Linked DNA regions of Oryctolagus cuniculus: region 2 is linked to region 1. A link is a contact called in public Micro-C data. All regions are on one chromosome and are shown on one strand. The core of a region is the stretch at or near the end of the contact, and the rest is flanking DNA. Distances in the headings are between cores, read along the strand shown.

Evidence for each region. A called contact is a pair of places that touch in the nucleus more often than the background predicts.
Region 2: a contact with region 1 is called in a Micro-C map of ear pinna, with 4 times the contacts expected there. The contact joins the promoter of GALNT15 here to the enhancer-like site in region 1. A contact is called at or near these places in 6 of 6 Hi-C or Micro-C datasets (ear pinna, embryonic fibroblasts, liver and 3 more).

Annotation. Positions count from the first base shown.
Region 1 is chr4:151,630,011-151,634,614 of mOryCun1.1, forward strand. No RefSeq gene overlaps it. Among named protein-coding and RNA genes, the nearest start is that of GALNT15, 120 kb to the right of the region's middle. Within about 2 kb of position 2,716, at least 4 of the 8 cell types and tissues checked have an H3K27ac peak or open chromatin away from gene starts, as enhancers often do. A contact at or near this core is called in ear pinna, where this site is marked.
Region 2 is chr4:151,749,891-151,754,494 of mOryCun1.1, forward strand. GALNT15 (polypeptide N-acetylgalactosaminyltransferase 15) reads left to right here and starts at 2,613. Exons shown (of 10, transcript XR_011388396.1): 1 at 2,613-4,557.

The DNA of each region.
Region 1 (4,604 bases), core at 1,466-3,965:
AGGCCGTACAAAGCCAGGACAGGGGCCTGGTCAGTGTAGCTCCAGAGCCCATGCACCGAACCACTACACCACAGCGCCTGAGCACGAAGTGTATAAATGAACAAACAGTTATATGTGGTGAATGCATGCTTAAATATTTTTATTGTTTTGGGAAACATGATCAAAAATGCTTGGGGACATTAGCCTAGGAGATGTAAGGTCAAATGCTCCTCTGATGTATAATGACCTAAGCTGTGGCTTAGTGAGTACAGCCACTGCCTAAGGCTCCAGCATCCTGTATGAGCACCGGTTTGAGTCCCAGTTGTTCCGCTTCCAGTCCAGCTCCCTGCTAATGCTCCTGGGAAAGCAGTGGAGGATGGCCCAAGGGCTTGGGCCCCTGTACCCACATAGGGGACCCAGAAGAAGCTCCTGGCTCCTGGATTTGGCCTGGCCCAGCCCCAGTCATTGCGGCCATTTGGGGAGTGAGCCAGTGGATGGAAGATTCTCTCCCTCTCTCTTTCTGTGACTGTGACTCTGCCTTTCAAATAAATCTTAAAAAAAAAAAAAAAAAAAAAAAGAGGGCCGGCGCCGCGGCTCACTAGGCTAATCCTCTGCCTTGTGGCACCGGCACACCGGGTTCTAGTCCCGGTCGGGGCGCTGGATTCTGTCCCGGTTGCCCCTCTTCCAGGCCAGCTCTCTGCTGTGGCCCGGGAGTGCAGTGGAGGATGGCCCACGTGCTTGGGCCCTGCACCCCATGGGAGACCAGGAGAAGCACCTGGCTCCTGCCATCGGATCGGCGCGGTGCGCCGGCCACAGCGCGCCGGCCGTGACGGCCATTGGAGGGTGAACCAACGGCGAAGGAAGACCTTTCTCTCTGTCTCTCTCTCTCACTGTCCACTCTACCTGTCAAAAAAAAAATTTAAAAAAAAAAAAAAAAAAAAAAAAAAAAGAAAGAAAGAAATGAACTTTCATCCTCTGGCCCAGCCAATGTCTTTGATCCCACTGCTTGGAACCCGTGTTCTGAATCCAACATCTTCATCTCACAGCCTGGAAGCTCCCTGAATGCCCAATGCCTCCTCCCAGTCCCTACTCCTATCTGTTCTTCATGACTCAGCTCAGGCACTGCCTGCCCTGTCCTAACTCCTGTCCCCCACACCCCCATCCCCTATGCCCACAATTTCCTGCACACCTCTCCAAGACGTAATCATCTATTCACTCGTCTCTCCCACCCTCGGGGGGCACGCGCTACCTTGTTTATTCACGTATGCCCCAGTGCAGAGCCTGGCACTTGCAGATGCCATTTGCATGAATGCACTATTGATGAAGAGGCAGCCATTGATGAAAACACCGCCCCCCGCGGTTGCTCCACAATCTGCCATTTCTGTAATGACCACCAGAGGGGGCCAACGAACAGGGTCAGGTGAGCCGCAGCCTGCAGAACTCTGGGTTGAAAATTGCAAGAACTATTCTAGGACCAGGAGGGAAGTTCAGTGGTCACATAGGCCATTCCTTTGTGTCAGACAAAAACAAACAGGCCCTCAGGGAAAGGGCACAATGATGCTTAAAGTTCATTTTGGTTTATGTGGTTTTTTGAACCTTGACAGACTTTGGATCAGAAAACACAGATTCTGGGTCCAGCTGTTGCATGGTTTAGCTTGTCTGATCCCACACAGTGGCGGCTCAGTGTCTGCACCTGACGAATGGGCACATTGTCTACCTCCAAGGTAGGCCTACGGGCAGCAATGCACACAATAGCCTATGAATGACAAAGTAAAATTAGAATCAAGGCAGTAAATATGAACATCATTTTTTTTTGTTCAAAGCTCATTCTTTTAAAGTGTGAGTTGAAAGCCAAAGTGTCTGTCTGGGCCAGCGAGGGTGCACTTGTCTGGAGGGCACGGAGGCACGGACGTGTCTCGTTGAGGGGGAAGGCGGTCCAGAGCACCGCGTCCCTTTGGTTCCTGCGTATAACGTCTCAGCTGTGCACCCAGAGCCCGGATGGACCATCTGCATCCAGCATCATCTAATGCTGCCTGGTCCACAAGTCTCACCACACACACCCATCTTTTCCTTTGCTTCTTTGCAAGCCGCCATGGATGCTATTGCAATAAGTGCCATGCAAATTCATATGGAGGCTCCCCTGAGCTTCCAGTCACCTTTGTCACAGCAAACTTTTCAAATCCACAGGTATTTTTAAAGGTACATTTACGATAGAGCTGTGTGGTGCGCTTATTGACCTATGCGCATTTGTGTGTGTTCAGCTGAAAAAAAAAAAACCCTCAGGAACAACAGAACAAAAGCTAAGATCACGACCATTTAAGAGGAGTGCTGGTGGTTTGAGGAGACGTGGGGCTGCCCGAGCTGAGTATGGATTGGCAGAAGTGGCTGGTGTAAATGGGGCCCCCCTCAGTGGTTCTCAGATCTCATCAACACCTTTGAAAAGATAGTGTATTTCTGTGTTTGTAATTAAAGGGATTTTCAAGGAGCATTTTTTTTTTATAAGGGCAAGAGTTTCATCTGCTAATTTAGCTTCAGACTCCGACCCACCCCGGAAGATGTGGAGAGCCTGTGCCACTGATGGACGGAAGGTGGAAACTTCAGAGCCAACCACTGACCGAGTGCGGACAAAGCTCCAGGCCCCCAGCGGCTTCCCAGAGCCCAAGCCGCAGCTGAAGGGGACCCGGCTCGCTCAGGTTCAGACGCACGCTCTGCCCCCGCCCCCCACACGGCAGCTTTCCCTGAAGGATGCCTCCTCCCAGGCCTTGGGGGCCACCTGTGAGCTCCTGAGCAGGGCACCTGTGCCAGGATGCTCTCCTGTCCCCAAGTCCAGCCCCACACAGCTTCTACCCCCAAGGCTCTGTGGTTCAGACTCCTACCCTCTTAGCACTCCCATTCTCTTTCCCGGGTTGCCTTTCTATTAGAATAAGGATGTGGGCTGGAAGAGACTTTTCAAGCCGCAGTCTGGGCAGTCAGAGGCTCCTGGGAAAATTCTCAGGGGCCGGCAGCGTCTGATCACCGCCCACCCCCCCAACTTCCTTCCTTGGAAGCACTGACGCCAGATGCATCCTATCACTGCGCGATACCTTACCTCTGACCCAGCTCTGTGGCTTCCTTTTCCTCTCGGGTGAGGCTTTCTTGGCACTTTGGGTCTCTATTTCTCGAAGGTCAGAGGACCCTTCCGGGGAGGGGGAGGCTCAGTCCTCCGAGCAGGGTGCCAGGGAGCAGCCACCAGCGGGCAGGCTGGGGTGGGAACCGACAGCCTACACGGGCACAGGAGCTCATGCTCGCTCACCCACTCGCCCTCTCCACCAAGCACAGCTTGAGGTGCCACTTGGAGCTGCCTCCCTTCCTCCCTGGCAAAGATCTCTCAACGGCGAGGGAGGCCCAGTGCAGCTCTGAGCATCTACCAACAGCCTCTTCAAATTTTGAAGAATGCTGTTCCACTGGGGTCACCAGGTGCCAGTGGCTTACTGACCATCTGGAAAACCCAAGGAAGATTGTATGAAAGACGCATGGAAGCTTCCTCTTGTTCCCCTGGTTGGGTGGCCTGGGCTTCCACTGGCAGCATTTAGTTGGGTCCCAAGAAGAACTTGGTTAACGTCGGGGAGCTGGCAGACGCTGGAAAGGCTATGAAAGAAGCTGGTGGAATCTACCTTGGAGGTCTTTCAACGTAAGACGACATCTGTTGCCGCTGGAATGATCTGGAAGGATGATCCACAGAAGGCTGAAACCGTAAGAGCCACGGAGCTCTCCACTTACACCAGCTCCTGACTTTACGCTGTTTTGCATTTGTTACAAATCCCCACGTTCCCTGAGCGCCTCACATAATCTTAGACACACACTGATGATGCTTTTCCACACGCTAGATGCTGCGGCTCCAAGGTGGACAAAGGAAACAAAGATTTGGAGGGAACCCCAGAGAGATAACTTTGCGTGGAAAATTATGTCCACCTCAGAACTCACCTCTGAGGAATTAACAGGATCCTCCCCCACTCAGTAACCTCCCCCAGAGGCGTCACGCTTCCTCCTCACTTCCTCCTTGCTCTTCTGGTTCCCAGAACTTCCAGAAGATTCTCGATGCATCCTGCATCCCTTGTTGCCAGTAGCTAGGCAGCCTGGGAGGCAGCGGGGGTGCCTTGATCCCGAGATCCCCTCCCCTCCCCTCTGCCTTCTCCCAGTCACACCTTAGGACCCTTGTTCTCTACACTCAGCCACGTTTTCTGAACCAAAGCAGGGACATGCTGTCTGCCAAGGGCAAGCGGGCTTGTAGGCAAAAAAGGGACACAAAAAGTTGCTGGCGCTGTGGTGTAACGGGTAAAGCCACCACCTGCAGTGCCAGCATCCCATATGGGCGCCAGTTTGAGTCCCGGCAGCTCCACTTCCGATCCAGGTCTCTGCTGTGGCCCGGGAAAGCAGTAGAACATGGCCCAAGTCCTTGGGTCCCTGCACCTGCGTGGGAGACCAGAAGAAGCTCCTGTCTTCTGGCTTCAGATCAGCACAGCTCCAGCCATTGCAGCCAACTGGGGAGTGATCAGTGGATGGAAGACCTCTCTCTCTCTTTCTGCCTCTCCTTCTCTCTCTGTGTAACTCTGACTTTCAAATAAATAATTAAATCTTAAAAAAAA
Region 2 (4,604 bases), core at 1,363-3,862, 120 kb after region 1:
CATCTTCGAGGTGATTCGGGGCACCTGGGAATTTCATTTGTTTTAGGGGAGACTTGCAATAGCCTGTGATGACGGGCTGCATGCTGCGTGGAACCCTTCAGGATTCAGTACTCGAATCAGGATGGCCACACAGCTGGCACGGCGTTCAGTCAAGGCATGGCTGTTGAGTTGTTACTGTACCATTGGAGCAGATTCCGTTGCTGGGGAGCCACAGACGGATGCTTGGCCTTGCAAAGCCTCCATCTTACAGGGGCGGGGCACAGAGACGGATGAGCAGGAAGGGAGGGCTTCCACCCGCCAGCTGTGGAGAAGACCACGGACCCTCAAAGATACAAGGAGGTGGGCAGAGAGTGCCACGCATAGGCAGAGGAGCTTGCAAAGCTGGGCCTGGGCAGGCCTCACCAAATCGGCAACACTGGAATAAACGCGCAAGTCAGAAGTGAGGCAAGTGGGCGCGTTTCTGGGAGAGGAAACTTCACACAGAAGATTGGCCAGGGCAAAGGCCCTGGGGTGATCGTTCCTGGCACATCTGAGCTTAGTGTTGCTGGAGTGGGGAGGGGGAGCCCCTGCCCCAAAGGCGGTGACTGTGCACACCTCTGGATTTAAGACCATCTACGCCATCATCCTCAGTAACCTGAACTACATCTCCCAGCGGGCCTGTCTCATGAACTTGGAGGTCACACAACACCCAACTCCCACCCTGAGACACCCTGATTTGGAGTTTAGAAAACAGAATCCAATCCAGAAAATTCCTAAGTGCTATCTTCAGGGGCACTGTGCTGGGTTACCATGAGAACAATCACAGGTAGCCCACTGTTTCACCTCCGTCTTCACAAAGATACACACACACACATGCATGTTCATGTGCACACATAAGAACAACCACACACACATGCATGCTCACATGTGCACATGCATGAGAACAACCACATAGAGCCCACTCTGACTTCATGAAGACACATATGCACAAATGTTCACATGTACACACACAAGACCAGCCACACATGAGTGTGTGCACATGAAAGCCACACATCCATGCAAGTTCATGTGTGCAAACATGAGAACAACACACACATGCACATGAGAATAACCACGTATAGCCCACTCTGGCTTCATGAAGGCACACAAGTTCACATGTACACACACAAGACCAGCCACACACAAGTGTGCACATGAAAGTCACACATACATGCATGTTAATATGTGTGCACACATAAGAACAACCACACACGTGGGCACATGTGCACGCACATGAGAACAACTACATATAGCCCACTGTTTCACCTCTGACTTCACAAAGATACACACACATGCATGTTCATGTGCACACACATGAGAACAAACTCATATAGCCTTTCACCTCCAGCTTCATGAAGACACACTCATACATGCATGTTCACATGTGCACACACATGAGACCAACCACATATGAGTGTGTGCACGTGAGAACCACACATACATGCATGTTAATATGTGCACGCACATGAGAACAACACACATGTCCATGTGTGCATGCACATGAGAACAACTACATACAGCCCACTCTTTCACCTCTGACTTCACAAAGACACACCCATCCATGGGCACACACCGCATACTCGAAGCAGCTGAGCCAAAAGAAAAATCATTTTGAGCTCACATTCTAAGATCAAAATCAAAATGGAACAACGAGCAAGTCCATTGCAGGAATTCCGCCAACAGCAGTTTTCACCACTGCACTCCTACCACTTCCAGATGAAATGCAGCTCACGGGGGGCCAGCTGCCCTGTGGCAGCCTGGGAGGCAGAGGCCGGGGGGCTCTGAGTGCACCGGGTTCCTTGTCCCTCCTGTCCACACCCGGCCTTTGGTGGAGTGCCTACTTCAAACACCACCCTTGTGTGCTGGCATCCCCCGGGACCTTCAGGTCCTCCCCCCTTGGCTGTCACACACCCCCAAACCAGCCACCGAGAGTCACCTCTTCCTGCTGCTCCTCGTCTTCTCCGTCTTAGTGGATGGCAGCTCTTTGCTCCCAACTGATCCAACCAAAAGCTAGAACTTGCCCTTGGGTCTTCTCTTTCCCTCATGCCCGACGTCAGCTCATCAGCGAGTCCTGTAGGGTCTCCCTTAAAGCGTGTCCTGACATGGCTCACCACTCACCTCCTCCCCCAATACCACCCAGCTCTGAGCTGTCTTGGCTGGTCTTCCTGCTCCACTGTGGCTAATCTCAGCCCAGCAGTCAGGGTGACCTGGGCCAAACCCAAGCCCGACTGTGTGTCCTCCCACTCAGAGGAAAATCAAAGCCCCTTCAATGTTCCAGGGACGTCCTGCGTGGCCCCTCTGTCTCTCCCTTAGTCTCTCACATGCTGCACGCTGCCAGCTCTGTTTCCGGTGCCAAGCCGGCTCTCGCCTCAAAAGCTTCCCCTCGCTGTTCTCTGTGACCTGCACACTCCTCCCAGGTTAGCTGCGGGACCTGTCGCTCACAATCGCTAGCTCTTTCCTGACAGCATCCCCAACTCAGCGCCAATTTCCACCCCCACCCCCATCTCTACCTAATGTTTTCCTCCTAGTGCTTTTCACCCTCTGGTCTGGCATCCATATATGTTCAATGTTTATCTATGTATTTTCAGTTTATTTGAAAGGCAGAGCAAGGGAGAGATCTCCCATTCTCTGGTTCACTTCCCAAATGCCCACAATAGCCAAAGCTGGGCTGGGCTGAAGCCAGGAGCCTGGAACTCCATCCAGTTGTCCCACGTGCCTGTCAAGGACCCAAGTACTTGGACCACCACCTGCTGCCTCCCCAGGCTCTGTAATAGCAGGAAGCTGGAATCAGAAGCGAAGCTGAGACTCAAACTTAGGCACTCTGGTATGGGATGCAGGCATCCCAAGCCATGTCTTAACTCCTGGCCAGATGTTTTAATGAGTTCTCTGTTCCCCCACTAGAAGGGAAGTTCCCCAAGGTGCACATTTTTTGCCTATTTTCTTCACCTCTCTTGTTTCAGTCCCCAGCACAGTTTTAGCACATAGCAGATGCTCACTAAATGTGGGTTGGTTGACTAAAGGGAGCTGGTACACAGTAGGCAGGCCATTGATGCTGCGGGAGCGGAAATGCTTTGCAAGTGCATCTTTCCCAGAGCTTCATGTCCAGGACAGCATCTGTGGTCCCCAGCAAGAGACAGAGAGTCTATTCCAGCTTGGCAGGTCACCTATGGGAGGCTGAGGATACAGAGAGACCGCTGGTTCCGCCGCGTCTCACATGCAGCCTTTTTGGACCACGAGGAAATAGACTGCTCTTTCCTGCTCCTTTGGGTACTAAATGAATTCTTCCTCCAAACGAGATTCAGTTCCGAACTCCTGGGCTGTTCCTGTTGTGATCTGGTTCCAGCAGGGACGCCACCGGGCTGTGTGAAGAAGCAGCCTGGGAACAGTGAGGGCATTAGGACCAGGAGCGAGGCTTGGCTTGGCTCGGGCTGCGTCTGGCACAGGGCTCAGGGCTGAGCGGAGCATGTGTGAAAGGAAATCAGGCGCTGCCTGCCGGCTTCGCATCTGTTGATCTGACCCGACTTGAGGCGTCCAAAGGAGGATGGCCGTCGGCCGCTGCTGGACGGGGACTCCACGGCTCCCCCGGACGTCTGCCCATCCTCGTAGAGAGCGAAAGGCACCCATGGGACCATGCACCTGAGCAGCGCAGAGTCATCATTGTTCTCCCAAAGAGAATAGCAGGGCGACAGGAGAACGGGCAGTTGCATGTGAAATCCCCGTGCGTGGGTTTTCAGGAAGCAATTACAGAAATCAGCCAGAGAGCCTTGGGTGGGACTTGGGTCCTGGGGCTTTCTGATTGCGGGTGCAAACAGGTCCCACACACGGCAGCTGGCCAACGCCAGGTGGGGGGAAAGGAGCAGGGTGAGAGACTGGCAAAAACCCTCCAGGTGGAACAAGCAACTGGAAAACCGCTGAAAGCTGCAAAGAGTCCAGAGAGGGGCAAGACCGTGAACTTGAACATGACCTGTTGCACTTGGCAAGTCCTAGCACCATGCTGCTGAGAAAGCGGTACCGGCCAGGGCCTCGCCAGCGACTCCAGTTCCTCCTGCTGCTCCCGGTGCTGGGCTGCATGCTGGTGATGGCAGCCATGCTGCACCCTCCCACGCACACCGCCCGCCACCCTGGCACGGCCCCGGCCAGCCAGCGCAGCCTGGATGCTGGGGACCGCCTGCACTTCGGGGACTCCCAGGAGTGGGTGCTGGAGGCTGAGGCCGAGGGTGAAGAGTATGGCCCCCTGGAGGGGCTGCCGCCCTTGATCTCCCTGCGGGAGGATGAGCTGCTGGTGGCCGTGGCCTCCCCCAGGGCCAGAAGGAACCAGAGCCGCGGCAGGAGAGGGGGCACCTACCGGCTCATCAAGCAGCCTCGAAGGAGGCAGGACGAGGGAGCCCCAGACAGAGACTGGGGGGCCGAGGAGGAGGACGTGGAGGTGTCTGAAGAAGAGGCCCTGAGCCCACTGGGCCTGGACCCACGTGGCCTCAGCGAGGCCCTCAGCGAGCGCCTGCCCCTGCAGAGGGCCCTGCCCGAGGCCCGGCACCCGCTGTAAGTAACGCCCTCGCCTTCCCTTGCCCAGCGTGCGGGGCAGGGAC